Regions from separate parts of the Acanthopagrus latus genome. Here region 1 is linked to region 2. The links are chromatin contacts, called in public Hi-C maps. All regions are on one chromosome and are shown on one strand. The core of a region is the stretch at or near the end of the contact, and the rest is flanking DNA. Distances in the headings are between cores, read along the strand shown.

What was found. A called contact is a pair of places that touch in the nucleus more often than the background predicts.
Region 1: a contact with region 2 is called in a Hi-C map of liver, with 4 times the contacts expected there. The contact joins the promoter of si:dkey-171c9.3 here to the promoter of ankrd46b in region 2. A contact is called at or near these places in 2 of 4 Hi-C or Micro-C datasets (liver and muscle).

The regions. Positions count from the first base shown.
Region 1 is chr10:4,856,076-4,859,879 of fAcaLat1.1, reverse strand. si:dkey-171c9.3 reads left to right here and starts at 1,391. Exons shown (of 3, transcript XM_037111048.1): 1 at 1,391-1,587; 2 at 2,109-2,207.
Region 2 is chr10:4,649,210-4,653,264 of fAcaLat1.1, reverse strand. It overlaps ankrd46b (ankyrin repeat domain-containing protein 46), which reads right to left and starts at 1,287. Exons shown (of 4, transcript XM_037111049.1): 1 at 1,131-1,287. The coding sequence starts at 1,281. col4a6 (collagen alpha-6(IV) chain) reads right to left here. Exons shown (of 48, transcript XM_037111026.1): 48 at 2,410-4,055. LOC119026625 (a long non-coding RNA gene) reads left to right here. Exons shown (of 9, transcript XR_005077191.1): 2 at 156-265.

The DNA.
Region 1 (3,804 bases), core at 142-2,641, 210 kb before region 2:
TCTGTTCCTTTATCTGGATCTGTACCAAAAGTTTATTCTTGGCTGAGACTCCGTCCAAGTTTAGTGGAAATCTGTTCTTAAATGTTAATATGATCCTGCTGACAAAACCAACCAACAAACAACCGGACACGGGTGAAAACATGAGCTCCTTGTCGGCAGTAATGTGTTTCACCTGTATTCACAACTCTCTTGACACCTACTTCCACACATTCCTTTATTCATTCACTCATACTAACATAAGGATTTCAATAAAAGTCCATGAGACATAATGAGCCTGTATCAAATCCAGATTTTCTCCTAAATGTTTCAATCTTTTCGATATACTGGTGTAAAGCAGGTCTTGCGTGTCATCGTTTCCCCTCAGGCAGCAGCAGACTGACCTGACCCTTTAAATCCATTGACATGCTCACGTTGAGCAATGAGCTCACTGACACACAGATAAATATTTCCTGAACTGGAGCTCAGCGGGCCTACTGGGGCCCACAACACACAGTAACCGCAGTAACAGTTTGGATAACAGAGGACCATAAAATCAATTCTGTGCACCCGGAGGGCAGGTTTTGGAATGGACAGCGGGGGGAAGCTGGCAGCCGACATCCATCCAGCTGCCATTAGTTTGGGGAGCGTCGTCTCTCATTCTTGGGAAGAGGCGCCACGAAGTGCGTCTCGTTAAAAGAATAAAATGTAAAATCTCTCGATTCATTCGCATGAAAGCTCTGTGTCGTCTCTGGATACGCCCTCTGGACTCGATGTTGCGAAACCCTGCAAAAAAATGAACAAATATCTCTTGTTCAATTAAATAGGAACAAGTCCCCATGGGCTCGGTCCATTTTGACGTTCACCCCCACGTTCGCTTTATTTGAACAGGATACTCTAACGTCGAGGCCGCGAGTTCAGGCAGAGCGATCTGGCGCCTAATGAAGTCTTTGGAGAGATATCATCTCATCACGCTGATTTCATTTCACCCTCCCCTCCCCGTTCTCCTCATCCAAGAAACAAATCCAGACATATGAGAAGCAGTTGACTCAAACTGATTGTGTCTCCGTTTGGACCTCGGAGAAATCATTTTTATAATTCTTTGGATTTTGGTCGAAGCTGCTCAGGAGTCTGCCAGGGTCTTTTGTTCAGGGCCGTGGAAGTAATGCCTCATAGGAAGTTCCAGAAGGGCTGTGGGGTCTAAATCCTCCAGGGGATGGCGTGTAAGTGGGTGAATTTAGTAAAGTGCTGCGCAAATAAGGAAATATCCTCGTCTCTCCTCTTCCTCCTCGGCCGTTCATCTCCTCCTCCTCCTCTTCCTCTCTTCATCATTTTGCCCCCACGAGCAACAGAATGGAATAAAACCGGCGGAAGGTTCTGAGATGGTGGCATGGTTTTGAATAATCTGTGTACATTTGTATTTTGGTTGCAAGCGAGGTAGACTGCTGCAAACAACTCTGTCTTTCTCTCTCTCTCTCTCACACACACACACACACACACACACACACACACACACACAGGAAGTGAGTGAAACTTGTGAACTCATTCGTCAAGCCATTTCCGTGTAGTCGCTATTCACCAGAGAGCGAACCGTCGCCCTGTCACTAACTGGTAAGTTGGTAACTGCCTGATGTTTCCTGTGTCTTTTCTCTTGTGCTACATTTACGTAACTTTTAGCTTTTGATCTTTATCCATTTTTGGGCCCACAAGAGGCCTGGAAGGGTTTATCACAGTAAATCATAAAAGTTACTCTTTTGATCTGCCACACTGCATCAAACTTTAAAAGAAAACAGGTCGACTCTTTCTGGTCGGGATATCTGTTGTTTTATCGACGTTCCTGGTTTTAAATCTCCGGTCTGATGGGCTAACAAAGGTCGTCCAGCTTCTGGAACTATAGATAAATGAAAGATGATGAGTTTGAGCACCATGTAGAAACCTCCCACCGAGGTGTGTTCAAGAGATATGGAGGGACTAAGTGCCTTTGTGGTCAACAGACGAGTGTTTAAACCAGGTTGTGCAACCCAAGAACACCCAGGAGCAGAGAAGTGACTAAGCATCCTCATCTCCTAAACATCTCTGCCCATCAGGATGTCTAAAGCCGGATTGCTAAGAGAAAACATTCTTTGTTTCAGCTTTAATTCGTTCCACATCTGCGCCTCGTTCTCTATCTTGTCCTCCCCTCGCCGGCCGGGCTCTGTCCATTTTGAACTCGCCCCAAGAGAGACATTCTGGTGAGGTTCCTCTGGTGTGTTGTCATTCTATTTGGCTGCGTTGAGACTCAGCCAGAGGGGAACAATAGAAACTCTGAATGTGTCACAACTATGAAAAAAAAAAAAGAAATATGTATTTGCTTTGATTCTGATTTCAAAAATGTTTTTTGTTAAATTTATATCAGATGGGCTCAAGTGGTTTTTCCCTCTTACAGTAACAGTCTTACAGTAGCAACAGTCGAACTAGAACCAGAGAGAGCATATGGAAGTTGTCGAGGGGGGTTTTGAGTTCAGTTTCACATTACTTTCTCACAGACTCTAGTTCCTCACTCAGAGGACTAAAATAGCCCAGCGTATGATACAAGGCTTCATTAGCATGCATGGTAAAAAAGAAAAAAAAAAACACAGGGAAAATACTTATTTTAGAAGTATGAAAGCAGATTTTTGAGTCTCATTTCCAACTCGTCAATTACAGACGTTTGGGTTGGCCGTCATCCCAAAAAGTCGCTATTTGAAGAGTTTGGGATGAAGCTCAAAAAACAGCTTTTTGACAAATCAGTCCTTTAAATAGATGGATTTGAGCCAAGCCAAATGTCTGCTAGCGAGACAACGTTGCACAACATTTGCGCAATCTTTCATGCAAACAAGACCAACTATAGAAGTCTTGTTAGCAAGTGATAACTTCTATTAGCTTAGCCAACATCTGCCATCTGATGATACAGCTAGCTTGCTAATTTTAATCCGAAACTGTACAAATGTACCAAGTTTAATGCTTTTACAACGAATATGTGTTGATGTTTGCCATATTACTGAAACCATTTTTAAGTTAATTTGCCAATTATTTCCTATGCTTTAAGTTTTTTGTTTTTTTTTACATTTGTACCCTTCTGAAGTTTCTACTGTGCTCTTTTGATGTGCTGCGCTGCTTCGCTAGCTATTCAACAGCGCATCTTGGACTTACTGCTAGTTTTGGGGGTGTACGTTTTATAAACGCACGCTACTAGCTAGTGATTAGTCAAGGTTCTACGTGCAAACAGCTCAATTTTTCTCTGCTCGTGTGTTTTGACTTATTTTAGTTAACTCATCCATCAGCTAACAGGTGCAACATTTAGCATTTCAACCATGAAACATTCATTTCTGTTGGCTCTACTGTTTGTTCTTCCAAAATGTTGAACTATTCCTGTAGAGAAAATACCAGCTTTTAAGAATCCCAGCGCAAATGGAAGTCAAACAGTCTGGACTGAACCAACAGTTAGTGAATCCATGCCCCGGGAACAGCCATGTGAGTTTACATGTTGTTTCATAAAAAGCCTGATGCCGTTAGCAGCGACACACTCGCAGGCCCGATGGTTCGATGGATATGAAAACCAACACTCGACAAAAAGAAAACAAAAGATCCTATCAAACTTGTTTCGTTTAGCATTGAAACGGATGCAGATGTGTCATTTCACTTGTGCATTACAGATCATTACTCTTCATGTAGCGGCGGCTTTCTTTCATTTCTGTTTCATGCTTCACTACTCTTTCAACTTGAAGACCAAGTAATCGGACAAAGTTTCCTTTCAAATGACAACAGCTGCAAACAGACTGTTTACTTAGAAATGTCAGGTTGCTGCTG
Region 2 (4,055 bases), core at 38-2,537:
TACCATGCATCCCTTTCTCACCTTATTATTAATCTGTTATGCTCAGTACTACCTGCCCATAATGAATTTGTTATCCATCAAACTCGACTTATCTTATCTGACCAATACATGACAGCAACTTCCTGATCATAAACATTTCTCTTTCTCTTTCTCAGGAGAAGATGTAGGTTCAGTCTGATCCAGGTCTGCGGCCTTCATCTGACTCAGGATTACGACCTTATGTTGGACACAGTGATGTCGGGTTTGCTGTCATGACCTCTGGAGGGTAAAGTTTTAATATATCCTCCTGGGGGTTTTCACACAACGCCCCGTTTTCATAGACATGGTGATCACAGTGTTATGATACACCAACGCTAACCCATCAGAATCGGCGTTAAAAAGGATTTCCAACATTTCTAGTAAAGATGGTTACTTCTAAAATGACAAACTGAATCTCTGGTCGTCAAATTATGTGTCCTCTTAAACAGAAGAGAGCCTGAACACCAGATGACTAACAACATTAATCCTTCCTATTCCACACTTGCAATCTAAGACTCATCTGTGCATTTTGTTGCATTCATTAAATGTGTGCATTACAGTAAATAATGACTATAGCATTCCACTATTAACAAGACACTTTTACATGAACTATTTCAATACATTAAACCCCCAAAAGGACTGTCACCTTACAATATATCATGTTTATACACATGTTAACGTCTAAAACGTGCAATCAAAACCATACATCGTCTATTATCCTTTTAATATCACTTCTAAGCCATGTTCGTTTGGCTCAAGTAGTATGTTTGAGGTACGGATTGCTTACCTAGCTTGATAAACTGTAGCTGATGCGGCTAACTGTAGCATCAAATAGCTCGCACTAATAAGCAACACAAGAGTCAATTATCAATAAATTAATTAATTTATGTTTGCGACAACCCAACATATTGCACCAGAATAACAACAACAACAAAAAAAGACGTTAGGTAAAGATGCTAGCTACGAAGCTAGCGCAGCTACAGACAGCGCGCAGGCTAACGTTTTTACACACATCTGAGTCCAAACAACGTCAGATTCAATAGTGTAGAAACGAAAACATGAGATAAACTCGTAATATAGCGGATTCTTGGGCTGTCAGCTGCATCACTCACCTGTTAATATGTCCCAAACCAGAAGAAAAAATAAAGTTCGCTTTTCCTTCGAGCTAACGGAGCTAGCAGTGTTGTTGTGATGCTCGGCTTCTTCTTCTTCTTCGTTGGTTTTATTATTTAGTCGTATTACGATACCAGCTTGTATGTGCATCGCGCCGCCTGCTGTACCGGAGGAGTGTGTAGGGCGAGATACAGTGTCATATCATTAAATTAAATAACTTTTACTGTTCTGAATTTGTCCCAGTTAATTCAAAATACATCAGTTTAATATGTATTTTATTGTGTGTTAATGTAGCCTCAATTTTCTACACTAAATAATGATTTATATCACATTTTAATTGCTAATATTTATATGTCTGTACATGAATTATAGTAATGTGTCGTCCATCATCAGTTTCTCTTGCTTTGGTAAAAATTAAAGGAGCAATATGTAAGAATTTTAGTTTAACACTTATTTATTTTAACACTATGACGTCTCTGTATTGTGTTTCAGAGATCTACTGAAGTTAGCATGCTAGCAGGTTAGCCCCTGCTTGTCCTAGTCCAAAGCTCCTATACTGGCAGTAGAAATACACCAACACTACCTCTGCTCCTCCGAGCCTGGAGCGCAAACACTAGCTGCACAGCTAACTGAGCTAATAGCTAATGGCAGCTATTGTTAGCAGCATTTAGCAGCTATTTCAGGCACCCAGGAAGATTGCCAGGCTTTGTAGTGGCCAAACCGTGTAATTACATCATTATGCGATGCACCTGGGCCCTAAAAAGACACTTTCCGATGAGCTAACATTGTGAAAGATGAACTGCAAAACAGTGGATACGTTATTTTTACTGTCAAGTTAGCCGGAGGTCAGTCAGCGCGGTCGGCATTCTTTGGATCGCACAACATGGAAGACCCAGGTATTTTTAATTGAGATATTTAGGATTCATGCGCCATGCACCATGGAGATGGTGGTCTCTATCTCCATGGCTGTGTCCAGATATAATTCAACATCCCTGGTGTAGACAGGTAGCTGCATGGCTAACTGAGGCTAACTAGCTAATGGTAGCTACAGTTAGCAACATTTAGCGGTTACTTTAAGTTATTTTCTGGCAATAAAAGTAAGTCAAGAGTCCAGGTAAAAGTAAATTATACAAACATCTACATGTTTCTTTATACTAGTTGAATGTCTGATATTTAATATAACTTTGTTTGGGGATAAAAATCAGTCTCAAGTTTCATGATATTAATGTTTATTCTTCCACCAACAACAGCGAAACAAACCACACGTTATGTTCTCAGTTAGTTTTGAGACTTTATTTCAAAGTGTGTGAGCACAGAAATACACATTACAGTAACAGACATGTTATAACCATTTCTTGTTATGGATCCTCTTTGAGGAGAACTGCATTTCTTCTGTCGCTCCAGGCACTTACAGGATGCTGCAGCGTTAAACATCCTCGGTTTTAGGAACGTGGGGGTAAAAGACCGAACAGACAGTAAAAACAGTTGTTGCGTCTGTTGAATCATCAGTGTTGAATATATTTTCCATATAAAAACAATAATCCTAAAGGCATTTTTTTTTCTCCATAATATTTAATGTACACATATTTATCTTCCCATTCCCTCCCATCTCAGTACATAAAACCAGGGGATAGTATCATGATTTAAGGTAAAATAATTACAATCTAGATTACAAAACAACAAAGGCTGGCAAAAAAATAAAAAATAAAAAAAATGAATAGGAAGAAGGAAAATAAAAGTAAAATGTGACGTAAAGTAATAAAAATCAGGGCTACCAGCAGAGAGACAGAGCTATGTGCTGACACAGCGGTCATAGTGGTTACACGTCACCCAGTGGAGCTTTCACTGTCCGAGGATAACGTAACGTGAGGAGGAGATCAAACCAGAGTCCACGGAAAAAAGGGTGATTCTGGTCTTGCGTGTCTGAGGCCACAGTGCTGCAACACAGTCGAGACTTTCCATTTACACTGCAAACCAAACTCAATGTAAAGAACGATCAATTCTGATCTTTTCTTTGTGTCTGCAACTACAGTTCAAGCCATTCAAGACATCTGAAACCAAATTCAGTGTAAACAAATATAATTTCTAATGTTTACAAGTCTTTGCTTATTACTGCAACTCAGTCGAGACTTAATTTTCATTGCAAACAAAACTCAATGCAAAAAATGACGAATTCTAATCCTACGTTTCTTTACTTATTCTTGGAGCTCGTTCATGGCTTTTATTTTACATTGCGAACCAAACTCAATGCAAAAAAAAAATAATTTCTGATACTGTATGGTTTTACATGCTACCTCAGTCACAAAAATGGCTGCAAAATCCACATTTACAGGCAGAGAACTTGTTCCTCGATCTTATCCTGGGACAGAGAAATGACACATAGACTGGAAGGAAAAAATGAAAAACAAAATAAAGAGCTAACAGCATTATAGACTTTTGCTCTAACATACTTTGCTGGGAAAATACAGTAAGCACTATGTACAGCAATAATTAACAATCTATAAGAGCGTATGTGTGTACTTTGGTCACAACATAAGGAGAGAAAGGTGTGAAGGTGAAAACATGCCCCTTTGATTTGACTTGTTTGTTGGTTCTGACCCATTTGAGTTCACATCAGTGCAATATATATATATATATTATATATGAATGAATGGGTGGCCTCATTCAAGTCATTCTTTCCTACAGCTGACTGTGGCAGAGGTTCTGTTTTTTTTTTGTTCGTTTTAGAGGAAAAGTGCTGGTGAGCCTTTTTATTGCGTGCAGTTTAATACAAACGTGTTTTTAAATGTCGCCTGTTCAAGTCAAACGTCAGGGTGAAGTAGCACCGTAGAGTCGTATATGTGAAATATACACTAGAGAGTAAAGCCGGTCGTTTCACATGTTTTTGCATAATGGCTACAAAATTATGGAAAGATTATTTGTTT